3 separate regions of the Sus scrofa genome follow, and all the other regions are linked to region 3. A link is a contact called in public Hi-C and HiChIP or PLAC-seq data. All regions are on one chromosome and are shown on one strand. Each heading gives the region's core, a stretch centred on a gene start, on an enhancer-like site or on the middle of the called end of the contact. The rest is flanking DNA. Distances are from core to core; before and after follow the strand shown. Region 1 holds the start of HYKK (hydroxylysine kinase). Region 2 holds the start of IDH3A (isocitrate dehydrogenase [NAD] subunit alpha, mitochondrial). Region 3 holds the start of WDR61 (WD repeat-containing protein 61).

Evidence for each region. A called contact is a pair of places that touch in the nucleus more often than the background predicts. HiChIP or PLAC-seq counts read pairs in DNA pulled down with a chosen protein or histone mark.
Region 1: an H3K27ac HiChIP or PLAC-seq map of alveolar macrophages shows a contact between it and region 3. The contact joins the promoter of HYKK here to the promoter of WDR61 in region 3. A contact is called at or near these places in 2 of 5 promoter capture datasets (fetal skeletal muscle and liver) and 1 of 2 datasets of contacts at active chromatin or transcription factors (alveolar macrophages).
Region 2: a Hi-C map of liver shows a contact between it and region 3, with 5 times the contacts expected there. The contact joins the promoter of IDH3A here to the promoter of WDR61 in region 3. A contact is called at or near these places in 1 of 5 promoter capture datasets (liver), 3 of 47 Hi-C or Micro-C datasets (embryonic fibroblasts, epiblast stem cells and liver) and 1 of 2 datasets of contacts at active chromatin or transcription factors (alveolar macrophages).

What each region holds. Positions count from the first base shown.
Region 1 is chr7:47,472,958-47,475,974 of Sscrofa11.1, reverse strand. HYKK (hydroxylysine kinase) reads left to right here and starts at 1,330. Exons shown (of 6, transcript NM_001243547.1): 1 at 1,330-1,398.
Region 2 is chr7:47,776,962-47,780,408 of Sscrofa11.1, reverse strand. It overlaps IDH3A (isocitrate dehydrogenase [NAD] subunit alpha, mitochondrial), which reads left to right and starts at 1,461. Exons shown (of 11, transcript XM_001927338.5): 1 at 1,461-1,571. The coding sequence starts at 1,545.
Region 3 is chr7:47,639,311-47,642,653 of Sscrofa11.1, reverse strand. WDR61 (WD repeat-containing protein 61) reads right to left here and starts at 1,551. Exons shown (of 9, transcript XM_013988982.2): 1 at 1,438-1,551.

The DNA.
Region 1 (3,017 bases), core at 81-2,580, 170 kb after region 3:
GGCCTTGGTCAGTGAGTTAAGGATCCTGTGTTGCAGATGTGGCTCCATCCGGTGTTGCTGTGGTGTAGGCCTGCAGCTGCAGCACCCACTTGGCCCCTAGCCTGGGAACTTCTATATGCAGCAGGTGCGGCCCTTAAAAGAAAAAAACAGACTAAGTTGCAGGCGTGAGTGATGTCCTCCAGTAGAGAGAGTGCTCTGTATTATCAGAGAGGTTTTGTTTGCCTGTAGACATGTAACAGACTGGCCATCAGAGCCCAGTGCCCTTGACAATTAAGGTCACCAACTAGCAGGTTATTGCAATTCCTAAAGCAGCCTCTTGATAATCATGTGGTTTCTGCTCTTTCCTGCAGGAGAATCCACTAATTGATCTACCTAAATAAGGATTGTGACCCAATTATCAGTTCAATTTCTCTGTAAATGAATCACTCACCACATCAGACCTGAAACCCTCCCCCCATGCCCCGGCCCAGGGGAACCTTTTAGGGTGGCTTTCCCACTCCCTTTACAGGTAATATATTCAGTTTAATGGCTTGAGAAGAGAGTAGAAAACGTGGTACTGTGCTGAAGCTTAAACTAGCACCTGAGTGACCAGGTCTCCTTGAGGCTCTGTGCCATCTAGACTTCACTTTCCCCATCAGTACAAGGAACGTGTGGACCTGTCCGATGAATAAGACAATTTGATGTCCTAACATTCTTGTAACCTGGGAGAGCTAGGTCCTGTGCAGAACGCTGCCAGGCCCAACTCCCAGGTCCTCTGCGCAGAACCCTTACACTTCCAGGGGACTGAATGGGTTTGGGCCATGCTTGCAAAGCCTCTGGGATACGTGTTTCCAGCAGGAAGGGGAGGGAGGGCTAGGAAAGAAAAACGAGGATGTGAATTCTACCCACACACCTGGAAATCTAAGAGAAGCAGTCCACGAAGCCTCCACAGCTACGTGGACCGGGAAGAACTGCGAGGTGCCACTCAAGAGCTGAAAGCCTGCTAAAGCCTGCCAAGGGGTGGGGCGGAATCTCGAACAACCAATCAGAAACCAGAAGTCCAGTTTTATAGAGAAGTAGCAGGGTTCTGACTGGAGTGACCACCGAGAGAAGGCGGGTCAGGATTGCAGAAAGCCCATCAGAAGCCCAGTCTCAGAATTTCTGTTCGCAGCTTCCTAGGCAGGCCAGGGGCAGGGCGGGTTGGGTAGGCCTGGTAGAGCTTAGTCTTTCCAGGAGTCTGTGCTGATTGGCGGCAGGGGGTATCCAGGAGCCAATCAGAAGTCAGGACTCGCGGGCTCGGAGGAGGGGCTGACCGAGGGGCGGCTGGTACGGCGCGACCTCCCAGCCAGAGCGCGAGACAGCAGCCAGGGTCGAGGCTACCGGAGAACGGATCCACCTGAGGACCTCGGGTCGTTGCGGGTGAGCCGGGTGGGGAAAGGAGACGCGAACCCCCCCTCCGGGGGGGGCAACCCGGAGAGCAGGGAGGCTCGCTACAAGTCTGGGGCCAGGAGTCGTGAGCCTTGGGGTCTTCCAGTCCCTGCTTCTCCTCAGACATTCTGCGTGCGTGATGCGCCAGTCAGTCACCTCTCTGGACCGCACCCGTAATCCAAAGACTGGCCTGAGATCCCAGAATTGAGGAGTGGCACCCAAGAAGCCATCTGGTCCAACCCTGCCGAGACCTGTGTGGAGACCCTGGCAGAGGGCAGGTGTGGCGCCTGGCACTTGCGGCCAGGTGTCTGGTGCGAACAATTTCTTAGGGCTCCACTGGACCTCACTAACATAATAACGCTCTGCACCTGACTTGCGCCCTCCCCCTCCCTTATTTTCCTGCCTCTTGGATCAGCAACCCCTCTGCAGCACACTAGCCCACCACTCTCGTCTCACCCAGCAGGAAGATACTCAGAGCACCCATTGTTAAGCTTAGGGAGAATTTACTGGATGTTGTAACATTTTGAGAGTGAGGGAGAAAGAATCAAGAATGACTCCTGTTTCTTGGCTGGTATACCTTACACAAAGTGCAGTTTAAGGTCCGGCCCCCTCGGAGTTGTAGGACAAAGGTTTTGAAATTCTGGCATAAGGCCTAGAATTGGAAAAAAATTGCTTTCAGGGTGCTTTCTCTGAAGCCAGGTCAAACACTGTTGGCAGGAAATATAGATCTGCTGCCTATAGTATTTGAGGTCCCTTGCTGGTCCCCTCCACCCGTACAAAAGACATTTGGTTAAGACAGACTTTGCTGATAACCACATTACTTTCTACGTATTTACTTTTTACAGGAACTGACTTGATCTATGCCATTCGTACCATAATTTGAAGTCCTTGTATACACAGAAAAAAGGCAAATTTAAGTTCAAAAAGAAAGATCTTTAGAAACATATAATATTAGCACTAAAAGAGATTTTTAGGGATGATCTACTCCAATTCCAACCCCCTTCTTTTTTTTTTTTTTTTTTTCTTTTTTGGCCACAAACAATTTCTCAGGGATAGAATCCAAGCCACAGCTGCAGCAACAGAGGATCCTTAACACATTGCGCCCCCAACTCCCTTTTAGAGGAGATATGAATAGTCCAAAGTTTCAGAGGCTAAGAAATAGAGCTAAAATATGTTTACTTTCTCCCAGCATAGAACTTTTATCCCTCCATTTAAAAAAAAAAAAATGGTGGTAAAATACACTTAGGCAGCACAACTTTTTATTACACCAGGCTGCCTTTTGGTGGCTAGAGCTGCCAACATTGCTTTAACTTGCTTTAGAAAATAGGGCTCTTCAAGCAGAGGCTTGACAAACCCCATTTAGGAATGTTATAGGCCTTAACTAATTGTCTCTAAGTTTCCTTCCAACTTTAAAGATTTATAATTAATATCAAACTCAGAATTATTCTGATGTCTTTAATGGTTTATAAGTGTTGAAAACTTACCCCAGGATTTCATCTTGGATTTAAAGCATTAGTTCAAATTACATTCTGAATATGGGCCATACACCTGTTTATAAATCTCTAGAAGGAATGTTAAAACCCCATCCCATGTAAAGTCTTAAGCCCAAA
Region 2 (3,447 bases), core at 212-2,711, 140 kb before region 3:
TTCTCTGCCCTCTGTGTTAGATTTGAATAGGTTCTCTGATTTTACCTTCTCATGACTCCTTGCATTCTTGCTTCTTGACACTTAGCACAGTTTTAAATTCCACGTTTGTGCAATACCGGATTGGTACCTTTCTATCCCACTAGTGTGTACGCACCAGCACTTAGAATGCAGTGGGGAGGAGAACGGGCCCTCCCAGAACAAAGGGAAAGCAACATGCAACACCAGCATCTGTGCCGCCTGCGCAGTTCTGCAACAGCGCAGCATAACCTGTATCGATGAGCGGAGGCGTATCTATAACTGTACACTCAGAAATTACAGAAGGCATGTTACCTTATGAGGGGGACAAAGGGACCAAAGTGTAAAAGAAAAAAATAATGGAGGGTATAGGGGCTCAGCCTTTGGATATGAATCCACTGAGCCAGTGCCAGCACGAATAAAAACGCTGCTTCCCGGCAAAAGGGCCTCTGTGTTCTGTCTCCCTGTATGTAAGTCCTGCAACAAGAAGAGTGCCTGGTACCTAGCTGGCACTCAAAAATATTTGTAGAGCTGTAAAGGCAGAAAGCAGATCAATAATTGCAGGGAGCTGGCACTGACTGCAAATGGACACAGGGAACATTTCTATAAGTTCAAAAACTGGATTGTGGTGATGGTTATCCCACGGTTTACATTTACTAAAAATCATTGAACTTAGAGTAAATTTTATGGCACATAAGTTATGCCTCAATAAAAGCTGTTAAGGAGTTTTCGTGTGGTGCAGCAGAGAGAATCCGACTAGGAACCACGAGGTTTCACGTTCAATCTCTGGCCTTGCTCAGTGGGTTAAGGATCCTGCGTTGCTGTGAGCTGTGGTGTAGGTCGAAGAGGCAGCTCGGATCTGTCGTTGCTGTGGCTGTGGCCTAGGCCGGCAGCTGTAGCTCCAATTAGACCCTTAGCCTGGGAACCTCTGTATCCCGCCTTTGAGGCCGTGAAAAAAAAAAAAAAAAAAAAAAGCCGTTAAAAAATAAACCGGATTGTAGTGATGGTTGTGCAACTGTTTACAGTTACTAAAAATCATCGCACTTTGATGCTTATGGTATGTAAGTTATACCTCAATGAAGCTGTTAAAAAATAAATACTTGTGGACCGAGTACATGATCTATCTCCCTCCCTGAGATTGTAAAGTCTATGAGAGAAGTTAATTCCTCAAATCTAGAAGACCGACTGGCATCTAGTGGGCGCGGAACAAACACCCCCCCTAAACAGTGAAATCGATGAATGAAGGAGTGGAAGGACTCCTACCGGAGATCCCGGCGAGTAGTTTCCGGGTCGCGGCTCCGGCCTGTGCTCCGGATGTCGGCGCGAGGCGAGCCCGACGATTGGCCAGCGGAGCCGGCGAGGTCCGAGGGGACCGGGAGCAAGTTCGGAGAATCCCGTAGGCGGGCCGGGGCTGGGCTTCCAGGGGGGGTGGGGCCTAGGGGGCGGGGCCAGGCGGGCGGGCGGGCGGGGCGCAGGCTGTGCGGCTGCGTACTATTGCCGCCGCCGTCGCCGCGGTCAGAGGGAGCGCGATGGCTGGGCCAGCGTGGATCTCCAAGGTGAGCGGGGGGGCAGGCCGGCTTGTGGCCCACGGGCTGGCGGCGTGCTGGGCGGGGGCAGGCGCGCAGGCCTGGACCGGGAGGCGGCGGCGCTCGGCTGGTTGGGAACAGTTACGGAACCTGACCTGGCCACCTGTGTGCCTGGCCGCGTGCAGTGTGTAGGCAGCCCTGTTCCCGGAAGGTCAAGCCTGAGGCGGGGACAGCAGCAAGGTCAAGGCCGGGGGCCCTGGCCCTGCTCCCGGCGATACTCGGGTGCCGCCGTCCGCATCTACCCGGGCAGAAGGCCAGGCCTTGCGCGGAATCTGGGAAGGTCATCGCAGCCGCCGCCCCGGCTCCGCCATCCTGGCCGCTTCCGAGGCTGCGGCCCTGCAGTCTTTTGATCGCTTGGAGTCCCCCGCAACACGGCTAGGGCCTTCCACTCGTGTCTGCTCCAGCCCTGGTCGCGTAACCTCCCTGGCCCGAGGGCACGTGCGTTAGGCTTGGGAGGTTTTCCCAGGTGAGGGAATCCTGAGGTCGTTTTCTTGCCAGACTTTTTTCTCCCTTGGAGCTCTTCCCAGTGAGCTCTTGTAGCTCTTTCCCCGTCAAAGGACACAGGGCATCTTGCACCTTGGAATTGCTGTCTCAACACTTGGGAGAGGGAGACCCGCAGCGCTTTCCTCTCACCTTTCATTAGCGAGAATCCTACGATCTGGAGAGCTTTAGCTCCCCTTGGCAGCTCGGATGCCCGAGCTGGAAAGGGTTTCAGAGCATCGCTGCAATTCATTGGTTCCTCAGTGGAACTAACCGTGCCTGAAAACTCAATTGCTCAAGGTCACACAGGAAGTAGGTATCAGAACAGGTGTCTCTGCGTTCCTAGGTCTAAGTCCCATTCTGCCTGCTCTGTGACCAAGGTCACACACTGACAGGCAGAGAGAAGAATGGGCCCTCGAGCCTCCTGTTGCTCTTAAAGAATGAACCCCTAGGAACCTACCTAAGCAATTTAGTTTTTTTCTATAAAATTTGATACTTTATTCCTCCTTTGAGTTTAAGGCGAAGTCCACATATATATTATTTAGTGAAAAGAGCTCTGCACTGGAATTTAGGAGTCTTAGATTTAAATCCTGGCAGTGCCACTAATTGGCTTTGTGACCCTGAGCAAATTACTTAACATTTCTGAGCCTTAATAAGCCCTTCTGTGAAATATCTATACTTGTTTCATAGAGCTTTTTGAGGATTGGTTCAAATAATGTGAAAGAAACATGCAGAAGGAATTCAAAAATACATATCTTACAGTCTTTAAGCAGACAATTGGGTATCAGTAGTTTTTTTTTATTTCTTTAACTTCTTTTTGTCTTTTGTCTTTTTAGGGCTGCTCCCCTGGCATATGGAGGTTCCCAGGCTAGGGGTCTAATCAGAACTGGAACTGCCAGCCTAAACCACAGCCCCAGCAACATCAGATCTGAGCTACATCTGCGAACTACACCACAGCTCACAGCAATACCGAATCCTTAACCCACTGAGTGAGGCCAAGGATCAAACCCACAACCTCATGGTTCCTAGTTGGATTTGTTTCCGCTGCTCCATGGACGGGAACTCCTCAGTAGTTGTTTTTCCCCCCCGCCCCCCAGTAACTGGGTTCTGCTTTGTTATCCTCTGCATTTACATGTGATTTATGTGTGATGGTACCTTATTTCACATTCGCTCCTGAAGGTAAAGCAACTCGTGTCTCTGTCTAAATAGAAATCAGTCCTTTAATCACTGAGTTTACACTGAACACCTAATCATCTTTGGCAAGTACATTAAGAATGAGGGACTAAAACAGCTGGTAAATGTGCTAGTAAATTTATTTTGCCTTTAGTGTGGTCTACAAGAAAAAAACACAGGAGGTATTCAGAAG
Region 3 (3,343 bases), core at 302-2,801:
AATTTCAAAGTCATGATGCCCTTACACAATATTCTAAGATATGATAACATCTGGGACTTCTATTGACAACAAAGTCACCCTGTTAATACTACAGGGTTTGCTGATGACATTCAAAATTGAAGGACATGCTAAAATTCAGTTTGTGGTTAGAGAATATAAGGACGCAGTTGTTCTTCTCATCTAAGTTCCTGGCTCCCTCAATTCTACCCATGAACAGAAGAGACCACACAGCTACGGCATCCAGGCTCAGGTTACTTGCTTTAAATCTACAGCCCCTGAAAAGGCTACTGTCAAGTTTTTCTAAGAATAACAGAAACAACAAACAATCAGTCTGTAAATAATCTTTGCCTATGAAGATCTCAATCAAGCTGGAAGAGCTTAATTCATTTGTGACCCAAGAACAGGGTCTGGCCAGGGTAGGAAAGACAGGGAAGGAGCTCAAGCCAGTTCTGATGAAGTGAATGGCATTCAGACTCTGCCTGGGCACCAGCCCTCTGCCCAGTGAAGCAGAGGTCTGCTCTCTCCTCTTCCCAGACCTGCCTGGCATCCCTGCAACAGACAGAAACAAAAGGAAGGCTTGCAAGAAGCCAACTTCCAAGAAGCTAGCCTCCTCAAGACAGAGGTGTGCTTCTGTCAATGAACGCTTTGAGGATGTACCATGAGTCAGGTTTCTTAAGTACTACACATAGATTAGTTTACTGAACCTTCCCTCAAATCCCATTCAGTAGATACCTCTACCTTCCAGATAAGGAAAGTGAGACTTAAGAGAGGTTAAGGAAGCTTCCCCAAGGTCAGTCTGACAGTAGCAGATGGATACAAGCTGTAGTATAGGCTACCAAACTACATTACCTCCTGCATAAGTTTCTTATAATTTCAGAGCTAAGAGGACCCCCAAATCCTCCTTTGCCAACTTCTTTAGAGAATTTTTTCCCATTTCCCGGGCAGAATTCATTGCTCCCTCCTCAGTGTTTCCAAAGACCATTCATTATAGGCCTCTAGTCAATTACTCAGGCAGGTCAGTAATCCACAATATTACATGGCAATTGAAGTAAAGACAACCCAGCCTGCGCTAGTGCCTTCCCGTGATGGGAAGCTCGTTACCTCAGAAGACAGCGTGGCACACTACTGGGAAACTTCAGTTAGAGTCTTCTGTCTACGGGCACCGAGACCTACCGCAGAGAAACCAGCCCTAACCTCGAGGCTGCACAGAACATCCTCGGGAAGCAAGATGAGACAACCTACCCTCTCCCCTCAGGCCCCGCACACCGAGAGGCAGCCAGCGTAAATGGAGTGAGGGAAGCCATCCTCGGGCCCCACGGCTTGGAGTATCGGAACAAACCCTCTTAGAGGCAGCCTACCCTCGTTAACCCCCACTTCAGCCCGGCCGCCAGCGGCACCGAAGACTGCGGTCCTTAACGGCTGTACCAACCAACTCACCTCACTGCCCGGCTGCACAGCCCCTCAGCTCTTCCGAGGACCGGCTCCGCGCGACCTCGGCGCGCGGCAATGAGCTCACGAAGGGGCGGGACATCACTTAGGTCCCAGGGCGCAGGCGCACCCCGCAGCGCCCCCTGCCGTCTCTGTGCCGCGTGCGGCGCGGAAAAGGAGGGGGATAGGCGAGGAGAGGCCACGCCCAGTCACGCTAGTTTCCCCCAGGGGTGGGGCCCCTGGGAACCTGCTTCCGGAAGTACGGATTTAGGTTTCAGCGGCTGCTGGCTGGGCGGTTTCAGCTTTATTTCTACCCTGAGACCGGCTCAGATCCAGCATTGCTGTGCCTGTGGGGTAGGCCAGCAGCTTTGGCTCTTATTAGATCCCTAGCCTGGGAACCTCCATATGCCACAGGTGCGGCCCTAAAAAAAAAACACACAAAAGTATTTTCAAACAATCTTACTTTAAGAATGGTGAAATTTTGGCTATCAAAGTGTTCACAACTATATAATAATGTGAATTTTAATCTACGTGATTTGGGCTTATGTGGTTTTTTTTCCTTTTTCTGTACATTAGCTGTAAATATACCACTTTTAGATTATTCTGAGAGCACACTGATTACTTTTATGCCTTTTACCTGTTGTCAGAATACCAAAGCTTTTGCCCTTCGGTTTGCTTGCTTCCAAATCTGCTACTATTATTTTCCAATATTAGTTTAATTCTTGTCGGCCATTATATTTGTTCTGAATAAAAATTCAATTCATCAGAGTGGGTTAAGAACCTGACATAGTCTCTGTGAGGATTTGGGTTTGATCCCTGGCCCCTCTCAGGGGGTTGGGGATCCTGCATTGCCACAAGCTGTGACATCGATCACAGATGCGGCTCAGACTCAGTGTTGCTATGGCTGGCATAGGTTTTCAGCAACAGCTCCAACTCCACCCCTGCCCTGGGAACTTCCATATGCCACAGCTGTGAACGTAAAAAAGAAAAAACAATTTAATTAATCATCTCTCTAAAACGAATAGAATAGATTAAGAAAAAATAGAAGATGTGAGAGTGTATCATGCATTTAAAGAGTTATGTTTTATAAAGCTTGTTTTACATAGGCGGATAATGGATCACAAAGGAAAATGTATTTCCAACATCTTGGCTGTGGCCAAGAAGTTTGAAAACTATTGCAACAAAGACTTTATAAAGACTTTCCAGATATAATTCTGTAGTTGTGATAGGAACTCCAAATCATTAATTCGAAAAAGATAAATTCTGCACCTGCTTTCACTTCTCCCTCATCCCTAGAACGCCAGGCACGTGAGGTCATTGGCCATAATATCGGGACTGTCAAGCAAGGATAACTGGCCATTTTTTGGGCTGTGAACATCTTTGGCATCTCATGAAGTCTCAGCATCCCATCTCAGCATGTTTGTTTTTTTTGTTTGTTTTTTCATTTTAAGGCCTCACCTATGGCATATGGAGATTCCTAGGCTAGGGGTTGAATTGGAGCTGCAGCTGCTGGCCTACATCACAGCCACAGCAACATGGGATCCAAGCCATGTCCATGACCTACACTACAGCTCACAGCAATGCCGGATCCTTAACCCACTGAGCAATGCCAGGGATTGAACCTGATTCCTTATGGATGATAGTTGGGCTCGTTACCTCTGAGCCACGATGGGAACTTCCCTGGGTTCAATCTTGACTGCTCTGCTCTGCAGCTCTGGGTAAATTATGTAAACTCACGGAGCTTCATCTCTTAAATGGGGATAATCACAGTACCTTCCTTTTAGGCTGATATAAGGATTAAAAGAGTTAACATATATAAAGTATGTACAACAGTACCTGGCACGTAGTAAACACTCAATAAATGTCTACTATTACTACTCTTACAGTTATTTTCTGGGAAGTCATAAACACACAG